Linked DNA regions of Cricetulus griseus: region 1 is linked to region 2. The links are chromatin contacts, called in public Micro-C maps. All regions are on one chromosome and are shown on one strand. Each heading gives the region's core, a stretch centred on a gene start, on an enhancer-like site or on the middle of the called end of the contact. The rest is flanking DNA. Distances are from core to core; before and after follow the strand shown.

Region 1 (6,544 bases), core at 1,237-3,736, 590 kb after region 2:
AAAAGAATGAGAATTGGCCTAGCCTGATTATACCCTTCCCTCCCCTGTGTTAGGCAGCTATATTCCTATCAGGCCTTTAAAACCAAAATTTCCTTAAAAAATACCAACCAAATAGCTTTATTTCTGCCAGACATGCAGACGTAATTCAGAGTTAAAGGGCTTTCTCTTGATCAGGGTTTCTGCTTCAACAGGTGCAGGTATGATGACTATATTCCCACCTTCCCAGTATTTCTCCTCTTTCTGTGTGACGACCATGGCTCTATTAATGCCAAGACTCCCCTCATATGCTTTTGTGATAAGAATTTTAAAAAAATTCAGCAGCAAGAAACAACAACTACAACAAACCCAAAACAAAAAGCAAATCAAAAAACTAGATCAAATTGAGTTCCATCTACTACTTAATGAGTCAAGAGTTGACACATTTCACAGTGTAGACAGAGCCAAAAAACTATGGGAAACCCCTCTGATTGTTTATCCAATCAACACTAGGATCCAGGCATTTGTATTTGCTGACTACCGGAGGCAGTTCTGCAGAATACACATCCAGTGCCTCACTCCTGCTTTCTAACTGATCTTTGAGACCAAACCTCTACATGTACTTTCCAAAGTCTAAATGCTGTTTACAGTTTCAGGAGCCGAAGCTGTTAGCAAGGAATGGAGTACCTGCTACTCTAACAAGCTTTTGAACAGCCAGGAAGCAGCTACCAGTGGTTCACCTCATGAAAAGCACCCCCTGTCACTATGTCAAGGCACCCCACAGACAGCCCCAACACACAATTGTTTGAGCTGAGAGGCATTGTTTGCTACATATTCCTCTTACCTGTGTGAGTTCTAATGTGTCCTTGAAGCAGCCAGGGTCTGGAGAAAGCCTTGCCACAGATCTTGCAGACACAAGGCAATGTGTGGGTCCGAATGTGCATCTTAAGGGCACCCAGGCTCACATATTCCTTGTCACAGTACTTGCAGCTGAAAGATTTCCTAGACTGGGCATCACAATGCAGCTGCTTATGTTTGGCCAGCCCAGAGAAAGTAGAGTAGGTCTTATTACACAAATTGCACTGAAACTTCTCAGCTTCAATGGCATGGGGGTCTGAGAGCTTGGCTTGCAGTCTTTCCTCTTCATCACTAATGGGACTCTCTGAACCACTGTGGTCCTTGGATGAAGTATCAGATGGAGGAGGGGGGCTTACTCGCCCCAAGGGTGAGGAGTATCCAGCAAGAGGAGAAAGGCCACTGGGCAGAGGGGAGTGGAATGGAGCTGCCGATGTCCACACAGTAATAGGGCTGTATGCTCCTGAGCTGAGGATCTCTGGTTTTGGTATGACAGGCATGGGGTAGCTCTCATAGAGGTACGGGGAAATGATCACTAGGAGAAAGAAATTGAGAAAAAGGAGAGAAAATTAAGGCAAAAATACTTTTTAAAATACACGTACACCGTCTGAGACAGCACATAACAATACACACAAGACTCCATAGTGAAGACAGACTCCCTCACAAGGATACACAGAATGACGAAACATTCCTTTCATCCGGGCTTAATGTCCTTGTGCAAGCTGACAGTTACCCTGGCTCTTCCTATCGGGGATTCTGGACGAGCCTTACAGTACTCATTTATAAAGAAGAGCTAGACACGATTGTAAAACTTTCTGTAGAGTTGCTTTCCATTTCATGCATGGGCTCTTCTACTGTGGGGGCAATGGCATGCAGGAATCCAGCTGCTTTGCAGTTCCTGGCTCCCCAAGGTAACAGCTCAGCCTCGGGGGAAGGGTGTGCTCATTGCAGAGCACTCATTATACAGTGAGAACCACACCGCACTACCGGAAGGAGGCTTTCCTTGTAAGGAAAACGCTCAAAAGATTTGAATTAAAACTTACTCTAAGTGATCCAGAGACTGAAAGCACTGTTTCAGGACAACATTTAAAGGAAAGCAGCCCAATGTGTGCAGAGTAAAGCCGTGGAACCGCGGTTCAATCGCGCAGATTTGCAGAGCGTATTTTTACCTGTGTGTGTGTCCAGTTCGCTGTAGTTGGGCTTCTTGGAGGCGTTGAAATGTTTCTTGACCAGGAAGGAACGCGGCATGGTGGCGGCAGGCGGGCGCGGGCGGATAACGGTCCAGGCGGCGGTCCTACAGCATCGCGGCGGCTCAGGTGCGGCGTGGGACAAGCGGGCGCCTCTGAAGTCACCCGGCTCCCTGCCCGACTGAGCTCTTCAGGGCTGGGTGGGGTTTTCTCCCTGGTTTTTACTAGAAGCATCCAATCACAGCTGAGAGGTTCGGATTTCAGCTCCTCCTTCTGGGACAGCTGTGAACAGAGGAAGAATCTGTTGTCAGACTAAATTCTGGTTGAAAGTGGGCTATTCAAGGCATTTCAGTGGAGGCTCAAAATACATTAAATGTTTTCAAAGAGGAAATTTCAGTTCTTGAGCATTGCGGGAAGGCGTTCCGGCGAGCAGACCGCGAACGACTTGGCTTCCAGATGTGGGCCTTGTCGGGCGCGGGGTGGGCGGGAAGTAAGGGCCGCCCACGGGACCGTGGAGCCTTTGGTGACCGGAGAGCCTATATTTGGAAGTAGCACTTCGAGGGGGTTTATTTGCACACGGACCCATGATGGCCCCGATTTTTTGTACAAGGGAGGTTAAGGCGCCCATCAGCCCGCTGAGGCAGGTCTGGCCAGCTCTAGGACCGCGCACCGAAAAGTTAACTCGCTGGTCTTGCGTTAGCCGCTTGAAAGGAATGCCTAGCAGCCTATCCCAGGAACTGGAAGAGAGCAATGATTAAAAGGGAAGGCTTGGGCAGACTCCCACAATAGGCAAGCTCTGGAAGAAGCACGGAAATCTCTCATGAAGACATGTGAACAAGACTTCCTCCCTTTAAGACACATGGTGCTTTAGTAAAAGAAAAAAAAATGTGAATCTCTACAGACATTTCTTTAAAAGTATTTGTTTTAATTTAGTGGTGTTTTCTTTGGTAGGAGTTTTCAACACCCCTCCCGACCCCTGATCCCCGCCACTTTCCTGGTTTTAAGTAAAAGATGCAAAAGGGTTACTTTGCCAGCTACTTGACTGACAGCTTAGACAGTCCAGTAGTCAGCCAATCACTTGCATTTGAATACAGGGATAGGTCTAAAAAAATGCTCCGATGTGACTCATTTTAAAACAGCAGTTTTCGCCATATCCGTAGACAACTCTTGTTAATTTCAGTGTTATCCCTTCCCTTCCCAACAAAACCATAGAAATAACGCCCCCCCGAAGACTACTGACTTTTTTTTCTAACAGGTGCTGGAAGAAAATAGATAAAAGAGAATAGCACCGATGGTGTCGAGACTTGTAAGAGAAAAGTGCATTGTCAGGCAGCATAACTTCTTAATCTGAGGATGAGAAAACAGGAGTGTGTGGGTGAGGGAAAAGGAAACACGCAGACTTCCTGGGCTAATTTCAACGATTCCCTTTCTCCTTCCAACAGGCACTGATTTAAATGTCAAACACACAAAGGAGTTTGTATGAATCCTTATATGAAGGAAACTGAATCTTCAGGAGACAGGAAAACACCAAAATCCATTAGATTTTCCCCCAGGCGGATCAGAGCTGGAGTTTGAATTGTCGTCTTCTTAGTGGGTTTGTTTATATTCAGTCACCTGCTTTATAGAGCAAGAAATCTTCTTTCCCTTGCCACCTAATTTCTAGCAAAACACATGGTTTGTTAGAGATCTAATATCATTGAGAGAGCACAAAACCACAGGACAACTGGGAATGTGAAAGGATATTTAAGTATTTATTTACAAGTAATTATAACACACAAGATAACCTGCTAAAATGAGTTCTTGATATCTATTTAAAAATTTAGTAGTAATTCATTGTGGTTGAAAAACAAAAGCAAACAAGAAAAGAAAAAAAACAAAACAAAAACCCTTGAATTAGAACCACAAATGCACAAAGCAGCCAAGCTTTATGCCCAGTGACCTAGGCCTGGGGCCTGAGTTACTGTTGACAGCAAATGTTCATATCCTTATTCCTGTAAAGAGCCTGTGAACTTCAAACTCTGCTTAAGGTTAGCTACACCATAGAGCCAGGTTTGAGCTAAACGGGTGAGGTCTGTTCCACTTGTCAGCAGGGGAGAGTCCATGGGCTGATGATGACATAAATCACATTAAATGGGTGCTCTGCTCAGGTGCAGTAGTGGACAATTAGTGTTAGTTAACCTGATGTAGTTAAAAAAAAAAAAAAGCAAGGATGGAAGGCCAGCTGTAGCTGTGAGGATTCTAGTATCACAGAACTGATTTTTCTCCCTGCAGACAGATACTGGGCTTCTATGGGTGAGGGTGATGGCTTTGGTCACTGACTGAAAGATTTTGTTTTGCTTAGACAGCATCACAATATTTTAAATATTTCGTTCTGAATTCATATAAAAGGAGAGAGAGAGAGATGAAAGAGAGAGAGATGAAAGAGAGAGAGAGAGAGAGAGAGAGAGAGAATGTGTTAGTGGCAAGTAGCCTTTGCTAATGCAAGGAATTAGACCTAGGCAGGAGAGAAACTGTTGATCCTTAATTAGGCAGCTTAGAGAAGCCACTTATGAGATAGATACTTCTTGTGGAGAACCACAACCAAGGGAAGCTAGAGATACCAGGTAAGTTAAGGAAGCTCAACCTTAGACTGTAAAATGTAATGATCTTTTGTAGTGGACCTCATAACTCTTTTGCAGGCTTAAGCCCACTGGAAGGTAATCTTGACCTATTTTGAATGGAACTGATTCCTGGGTATGATGGGACTCAAGAAAGTTCATCTCATTTTCTCATTCTCCAATTTCCTCTACTTTCTGGGCAAACTGACCAGGATGGCTTGGATCTTTCCTGAAAGGCTCTAGGGATTCCTGGGGTCTTTCTTTATTATGGCTGTAATTTCCGTTTTTTTTTTTTCTTTTTTTCAGGAAAGACACAGTCATATTCTTCCATCAGAAAAATGCTTGAGAGGAAAAACTGGTACTTACTTTATGCACACTTAGGTCTTCATACATACAGGATTAGAGTAGAAGCTGCCAGCAATATTAAGGAAATGAAATTTATTATCCAGTGGTACTTCCAGGCCTTAAAGTATTGAAACATCCCATGTAGTGCTGTGCCCTGAAATAAACCATATTTCTTTGCAACTACATCATGTGGCTGGGCTGTTAATAACTGTGAACAGTGTGAAGTGATAAAAAGTCATTGGTTTGCATGTAGTATCTGGAAATTATCATAAAATACTATTAATTTAAATATCTACTAGAGAGGAATAAAATTTTATCTTATTAACTGAAGCTTCTTGACAGTGGTGTGATGCCCTTTATGAGTTTGTACATGTTTATATCCCGGTGTGAATTTGGACATACATTCTCATCTCTGATTTATCATTTAACTCAGTCTTTGATAAAGTAAACTATCAACAGAAATGACATTTCCTCCTGGTATTTGGTCTTCTCTATGTGGAACCATGTTTACTATACATACCTAATTTAGAATAAAGTGGAGATAAATATTCTCTAGCATAAAAGGCAAATTTTTCTGAATCCTGTACCCACAGAGAATTCAGAGGATACTGCTTACATACTTATACACACACACACACACACACACACACACACACACACACACACACACAGAGAGAGGGAGAGAGATGCAAATATGTTAATGATACCAGTAAAGCCAGACAAGTGTGCACGTGCAGATGTACATGCACTGTGTGTGTGTGTGTGTGTGTGTGTGTGTGTGTGTGTGTGTGTGTGTGTGTATCTATTGAAATTGGGATGGGAAGCAATATCAATGAGATGTCAGGATGTCCTTCCTGGTTAAGAACCATCAACTAGGCCCATAGCTACTATCTGTCTCTGTCTCTAAAGTTGAGTAAACACCTGCACATGTGGCCAGTACTGTTCAAGGTCCTTTAAATGGGGAGTCTTTTTCCACTTAAGAAAAACATTTTATTAGGCCGTTTTCTTCTATTCAACTGTATTCAATGTCTTTTTCCTCCATAGAATTTGTTGATGTCCCTTTCTGCTGGGCAGACTCACCTCTTCAGTGCTTAGTTTGCACTTTTAGTAGAGTAGTGATGATGCTATCAGATGAACAAGAAAGACAAGCAAATGTTATACCTGCCTGGATTTTTTTTTTAAACAAGAGCTCATATACATGGTTGTAAAGAGACACCTGTTGGTCAGCTTTGGAAGTTGTAGAACTTTCTTTTCTTTTCTATAACTTCTTGACAATGTCTGCCACCTACTGGAAAACTAATTGACATGACTGTACATTAAGCATCCTGATTTTGTGTTTTAATCACTACAATTTCAAATGAACACTACTTGTTTTAAATTTATTAGACTATTACTATTTTCCAATCTCATCATGTGACACTACACAACAAATTACTGTTTCTTTAAAAGCGAACTCAATTTCAGCATGATCAGACACAAGCGATAATTTTGTCTTTGTTTTTGAGCCAGGGTCTCACTATATACTCCTGGCAGACTTGAGATCCAATATGTAAAAATCAGCCTGCTTCTGCCACCCAAGTGTTG
Region 2 (6,429 bases), core at 559-3,058:
TGTGGGTGCTGATCTTTGAGGTATGAGTTATGGAATTTACTTCTATTCAGTTCTCTATTTCCCTGAAATGACCTGCGGTCTATGTTCTGTTTTTACAGTTAGGAGAAAAAAAAAAAAACAACACACAAGCAGGAATTTCTCAGCCCTAGGGGCTTCATCAGGGTAAGGCCAAGTGCTGTGGTTTCTGCACACTGCTATGCAAATACAACTCTTCTTAGCAACATGATAATGCCCTAGCTCCCCAAGATGATGATAATCCATTCTGGCTGCTGGCCATGGGAGGAGAGTGTTCAGGACCACCAATTCAGGCTCCTGTAGATAGGGGAGGCAATGGAATTGCCACTGAAGGGATTTCTATGTGACTCCCATCTTACAGCATCTTTTGTGTCCTGTTCGGCTAACCCCACACCTGAGCAGGACGTACAAATGAGACACTTTCTGTCTGCTTTAGTAAAAGCTTTTTAAAATTACTTTGGCTGAAATGCTAATGGTTAGGAAGTCTTGACTGCAACATTCTCTCCTCTGGGCTTAGGTCTTTGCTTACTTATTCGAGGATTCTGAGGTCCCATTGATTACAGGCACACCCTGTTCTTGCTGGGACTCAGTGTGGGGCACACTTGACCCACAGGGCTGATAGCTAACCTACTAGGTGGTTCCCATAAACAACCAGCTGGATGAGAGTGCAGGGAACTGAGCCGAGGTCATCAGAGGGAGAAACTAACAATCTGAAAGTGTGTTCCATGTTGGAAGCACCAAAAACAGAACCCTTTTTGGTCTTTTCTTCATTCAGACAGGGTATCTAGGTTTTGTCTTTTTTTTTCTCCCTTAAATAAAAGTAGATTCTCATTATACTCATTATTAAATCATGTGAAGTGCCCCATTGCTATTATTCTCATGACTAAGATTTATAGTTTCAGAATGAGGGAGAGAATGAAAGTCCCACTCACCTGCTTTCATACTTGTAACACCAACATCCCTCAAAACCAAGACCCAAAGAACTTTGCATCAAAACACTATGTTCAAGCACAGGGGTCAGCTTGTATGTAAGCCTTCCCTGTGGCAGTACCCTTTGGCAAGAGGGTTTCGAATTATGCTGGGTAAATTGTGCTGGTTTTACTATGCCAAATACACACACGTCCAATTGGTGAGCTGGCACTTCAGAAATGATGTTTCTGTGTTTCTTGATGCTTATTTGTTTGAGCTTTAAGTTTTCTAGTGACTATTCTCCGTATGGAGACAGATGAACAATTCTTCACCCAATAACTGGACAAATATAACTAAACCCAAATTTTCAATCTCTTTGGGCACAGATTCTGAGAAGCTGTGCACATAGGGCTCCAAGTTGACTCCTACATGTTAATTCAGTACTGCAACTGTGTAAAGTACACTCTCCTTATCTCGGCTGGATTCCTGAGCACTGTAATTGCGTTTGGGAGCATCAGCCAGTGTAGGAGGGAACTATCTAAATTACAGACTACAGCACCTGCACCTGAGAATGAAGACCTCAGTGTGGATGACTGCGGGCTACTCAGTAACAACCAGTTCCTTCCTCTATTCTGTCCGACTCACGTGCCTGCGAAAGTGCTGATGAGACCAATCGGTCTCTTTTTTTAAAAAAAGTCTTGGAAACATCTCCTTGTCTGGGGTCACACTAGGGTGCTCTAAATTTCTAATCCCTGCAGAGTTGGAGGAAGGGGAGGGGAATACATTTCTTAGTTTAAGATACCTTCTGGAGCCACTAGATGTCACTGCTGCCAGTCGGCCCACATCTGTCCAGCTGACAGCTCAGAGACCGAAAGCGTTTCCATGAGCTAGGACAGCCCACAAGTAGCACTGTGCAGGAGCATACAGCACAAAAGAGACGCTGTGCCAGAGTGGGTAACAAGGCGTGGCGGGTCTCACGTTCGCCGGTTAGGCCAACAAAGGACACAGAGTGCTCTCAAGGCCCACTTGGTCAAACGTGACTCTTGCGATGCCGAGCTGCCGGTTTGCACTTCGCAGTCAAGGAAGAGGAATGCCAGAGCATTACCATGCACATGGATTCCGTGCCCACAGTGAGAACAGAGCGGCCGAGTGCAGCGGCCCTCGAAGACAAACCAAATTGATCCCATTTCCTGGGTGGGGCTCCACGCAGGCTGTGGATCCGGAAACCAGCCAGGTTCCCAGGGACCAGTGCAGGGGTGGGGCCTGCAGAGAGGTCTCATAATCCGTAGCTAATGCAGCCCAACTGCCGGAGGCTTGTGGCCCACAAAAGCTTCTCAGAGGAGTCACACCCAGGAGGACCCAGTATTTGGAAACGCTGTCCTCTGGAAGAGGGTTTTTCCTAAGGGGCCCGCAGTTGACATCACCGGAGCTTGCTTTTATTTTTCTGACAATGGTTTTGTATTTTTTCGTTAAATTACTTTCTACAGTATCCCACAATTTTAATATCATTTCTATTTTGTGTAATGAAGTTCATCTGCCACTCCTATTGAAAACGGTGGTTTGGGTAGAGGGGATAATGACCTGCATGAATTCGTGTGTAAAGTCCTGCTACAATCAAGACTGAGAACAGAGAACGGCCATAAGAGTGCTGAGTTCCAGAGCACTAGTGAATGAGGAGACTCCTTGAGTCTCCAAGAGGCCTGTTGATTGATGTGCTATTATGAATTCTGGGGAAGGAAGCCTGTAAGCCTCTTATTGAGGGCTCCTGGCTGTTTCCCTTGGAGTTAGTCTTTTTGGTAAAGTTGGGTAGCCATTTTCTCCTACTGGCCGAGTTGGAATTAACATGATCGGTGAATGAACGGGAATTCTATGGACACATTTGGACATATTTCAATCTTTCTGCTTCTACTTGAAGGAATTACCCGGATGACAGGATCCAAGTGATGTTCTATAGCTAGTACATGTGCCTTGTCTAAGATGGTACTCAGTGGGCCAGAGAGAATATTGTACTGTCTAAAGCACTCCTGTGGCAAAGGCAGATTGATCTCTGTGAATTTGAGGCCAGCCTTGTCTAAGTAGCAAATTCTAGGCCTGCCAGACCCATTCTCACAAAACAAGACAAAGTAGGGAGCACTTAAGAGAAAAGGCAGGTACTACTGGGTATTACTTACTCAAACTAGCTCTGGGTTTTATTCACTCACTAAATATAACACCTAATACTGTTTTAGGGTAGGGATACACCAGTGAACATAGTAGATAAAAATCATAAGGTAAAGGAAGAAACAGTTAGTGGGAAGAGACACAAAATAATATCATTGATGGTGCAATGTGTGCATTCCATAGGGGGGAGTGAAGAAAGGAGGGGGATGGTTATATTGGATGGCACACTCATGGAGCTCTAACAGGAGGCTAAGCTGGGAGCCAATACATGGGGACTATAAAGAAGCAGTGTCAGAGATGGTAGGTGACAGTAGCCATGCTGTAGAGCGAGAGGTAGGAACATTGAGGAGGTGGTGTGGTGACAGAGTGACCAGAGCGAATGCAGAGGTGGGTCAGATGGTGAACCCATCCCTCAGTGAGCAGGCCCTCAGTGAAAGTACTGTAGCTGTCAGTCTAGCAGAGGTTACCGAGCCATGGGTAGCTAGAATGGTTTCTGTAGGAGGCTGATAAGGAGGCAGTTGCAAGGATATGGGTGAGAGATTGTGGGGACTAAGCATGGGAGGCGTCAGGAGAGATGAGAAGTAGCGGTCAGTTGTTGAGTATATTTGGGTTGAATGTACAAGACATAGCCCAGTGTTGTGTCCACTGGATTTGTCTCAAGAGGGAATTCAATTGTTAAGCAAACGGGAGCTTTGCCACCTAGTCATCACACCACTGCTGGCTCAAAATCAACTATGATGGGAACATTTATCCCATGGAAATGAGCAGAATTTCCTTTGCAGAAATATCTTCCTAGGGCAACCTAGATGAGAGAGGAAGAGAAGGGTTAGCTTCAGGAAAGGCTATCCTTACTGATAGTCTAAGAATGCACTAGCTCATAGATTTAGGGGCTTCTCTGCAGTTGCTGCCTATTGCAATATTTGCCATGTTCACTGTGTGAGAATGGTCCTTCCTTAAGCAGTCAGCCTTTCTACTTAGGTGTCATGCTTCTGCAGAGTAAAACAGACATGAAATGTACCATGTGATTCAAATGACCATGCTCTTCAGAGTCGTCTTCTAGTCCTGTAGTCATGGTTCATGAATGCTGACTACTCGGGCCCATTTGTGAGCAGTTCTGGGCAAAACACACATTTTCGAACCTTTCCCCAACACATTCTCCACTTTCTGCTCTTTCTGTCCTATTAAAAATGTCAACATAGCCGGGCATTGGTGGCACATGCCTTTAATCCCAGCACTCGGGAGGCAGAGGCAGGCGGATCTCTGTGAGTTCGAGGCCAGCCTGATCTCCAGATCGAGTGCCAGGATAGGCTCCAAAGCTACACAAAGAAACCCTGTCTGGAAAAAACCAAAAAAAAAAAAAAAATGTCAACATAGGCTGGCAGTGGAGGTAAGAGCCTTAAATCCCAGGCAGATCTCTGTGAGTTCAAGGCCAGCCTGGTCTACAGAGAGAGTTCCAGGACAGCAGGGCTAAACAGAGAAACCCTGTCCCCCCAAAAAAAAAACATAAAAAGGAAAGGAAAGAAAAAAAGAATGTCAACAAATAAAATGCTATGATCTCAAACATTTTGAAAATCATTTTACAATGCACCATGAAGTTCAAAAGTGATGATTTGGCATTTCGCATAGGTTTTTACTTGGATACATTTGGTTTACAATTCACCTTCCTTGTTAGCATGAACATTTGAGTGTAAATTTTAATGAGGACTTGGCTCTGGCCAGTTTGTATATGGCCAACACTCCAGTGTCCAGGAAAATTTCCACCGTCCTTTCAAATGGGCAGAGCTAGAGTAACTAGAGTCTGCAGATTTTCCTATTGGGGATAACAAAACTTTTTACAAGATGATTGTGTGTGTGTGTGTGTGTGTGTGTGTGTGTGTGTGTGTGTGTGTGTGTGAAGATCTCAGAACTTTCACTTACCATATGACTTGACATAGTCTGTATTCATTGCTGTGGTGTTCTAGCTGGGGAAAGGGAGGTCAGATCCTTCAGTTAAAGTTGAGCATCCAGGCCCCTAGATCCAGGAGCCAGGAAGTCTAGGTCCAGCTCCATCTGGCCTTAATGTACTTCTTTTTTTTCATTCATTTATTTAGCTCATAAATAAAGTCATGCACAATTATGATACACAATACAGTATGTTCACAATGGCATGACTAAATTAAACCAATTAACATGTTATATCACACATATTCATCATTTTTGTTTTGAGAACACTTAAACTATACTATCTCACAACTTTTAAAATATAGTATATTGTTATCAATCATAATTATCATGCTCTCGGTAGACCTCAAGACTTCACAGAGTCCATGCCTCTTGTCCAACTGCTGTTTTATATCCTTAAACCAATCGTTTCCCCATTGTTAAAAACCCACATAGAAGCTTAATAGCCACAATTCTGCTCTCTGTTCCCATAAGTTCATCATTTCTAGGTTACACATAAAATTGAAATTGTGTGACATTTGTCTTCCAGTGTGTCACTTTTTTTTTTGGCAAGCATATAACTTTACTACTTACTAAAGATGAAATCAAATTTGCATGCACAGGTGAGCACTCACTGAAACACCTTGGATTCATCACATATTTGAGTTTCAATTAACATATATATATATATATATATCAATAATGGCAATATGTTATGCATCAATAGCAGCAACAGCTTTTCCAGGTTCTGCAGTCATTTGAACAAAATTGTAGAGACATCCAGCACACTCCATTTAAAAAGCAAAAAACAAAAAACAAAAAAACAAAAACAAACAAACAAACAAACAAACAACAACAAAAAGTAAAAAACAAGATCCCAGAAAACAGCGAAGTTCTGTTACTTTTGTGGTACTTGGCACCATTTTTTTTTAATTAGCTTCTCAGTCATCATCTGGGAGGAAACCATTCTGAGCAACATCATTACAAACAGCTCTGATAAAGCATGGTCACTACTATGTATCATAAAGCAGGACCACATATGAGTGAGTACATATCATGTTTGTCTTTTTGTGATTGGGTTACCTCTCTCAGAATGGTTTCTTTGAGTTCCATCCATTTTCCTGCAAATTTCAAGATTCCATTTTTTTTCTGCTGAGTAGTACTCTATTGTGTAAATGTACCACAATTTCTCTATCCATTCTTCGGTTGAGGGGCATCTAGGCTGCTTCCAGTTTCTGGCTATTACAAATAATGCTGCTATGAACATGGTTGAGCATATGTCCTTGTTGTATGAATGTGCTTCATTTGGGTATATGCCTAGCAGTGGAATTGCTGGATCTTGTGGTAGACTCATTCCCATTTTCTTGAGGAGTCGCCATACTGATTTCCACAGTGGCTGTACAAGTTGGAACTCCCACCAGCAGT

The links. Hi-C and Micro-C count contacts between places; a contact is called where the count stands out from the background.
Region 1: a contact with region 2 is called in a Micro-C map of the CHO-K1 cell line, with 5 times the contacts expected there. The contact joins the promoter of Snai2 here to the enhancer-like site in region 2. A contact is called at or near these places in 5 of 8 Hi-C or Micro-C datasets (the CHK-Q cell line, the CHO-K1 cell line, fibroblasts and 1 more).

The regions. Positions count from the first base shown.
Region 1 is chr4:74,750,465-74,757,008 of CriGri-PICRH-1.0, forward strand. Snai2 (zinc finger protein SNAI2) reads right to left here and starts at 2,487. Exons shown (of 3, transcript XM_035444768.1): 1 at 2,001-2,487; 2 at 821-1,366. The coding sequence starts at 2,079. It overlaps LOC100772567 (vomeronasal type-2 receptor 116-like), which reads right to left. Exons shown (of 9, transcript XM_027413392.1): 9 at 2,398-2,755. The coding sequence ends at 2,398.
Region 2 is chr4:74,157,628-74,164,056 of CriGri-PICRH-1.0, forward strand. No RefSeq gene overlaps it. Among named protein-coding and RNA genes, the nearest start is that of Ube2v2, 260 kb to the left of the region's middle. Within about 2 kb of position 1,809, at least 2 of the 6 cell types and tissues checked have open chromatin away from gene starts, as enhancers often do. A contact at or near this core is called in the CHO-K1 cell line, where this site is marked.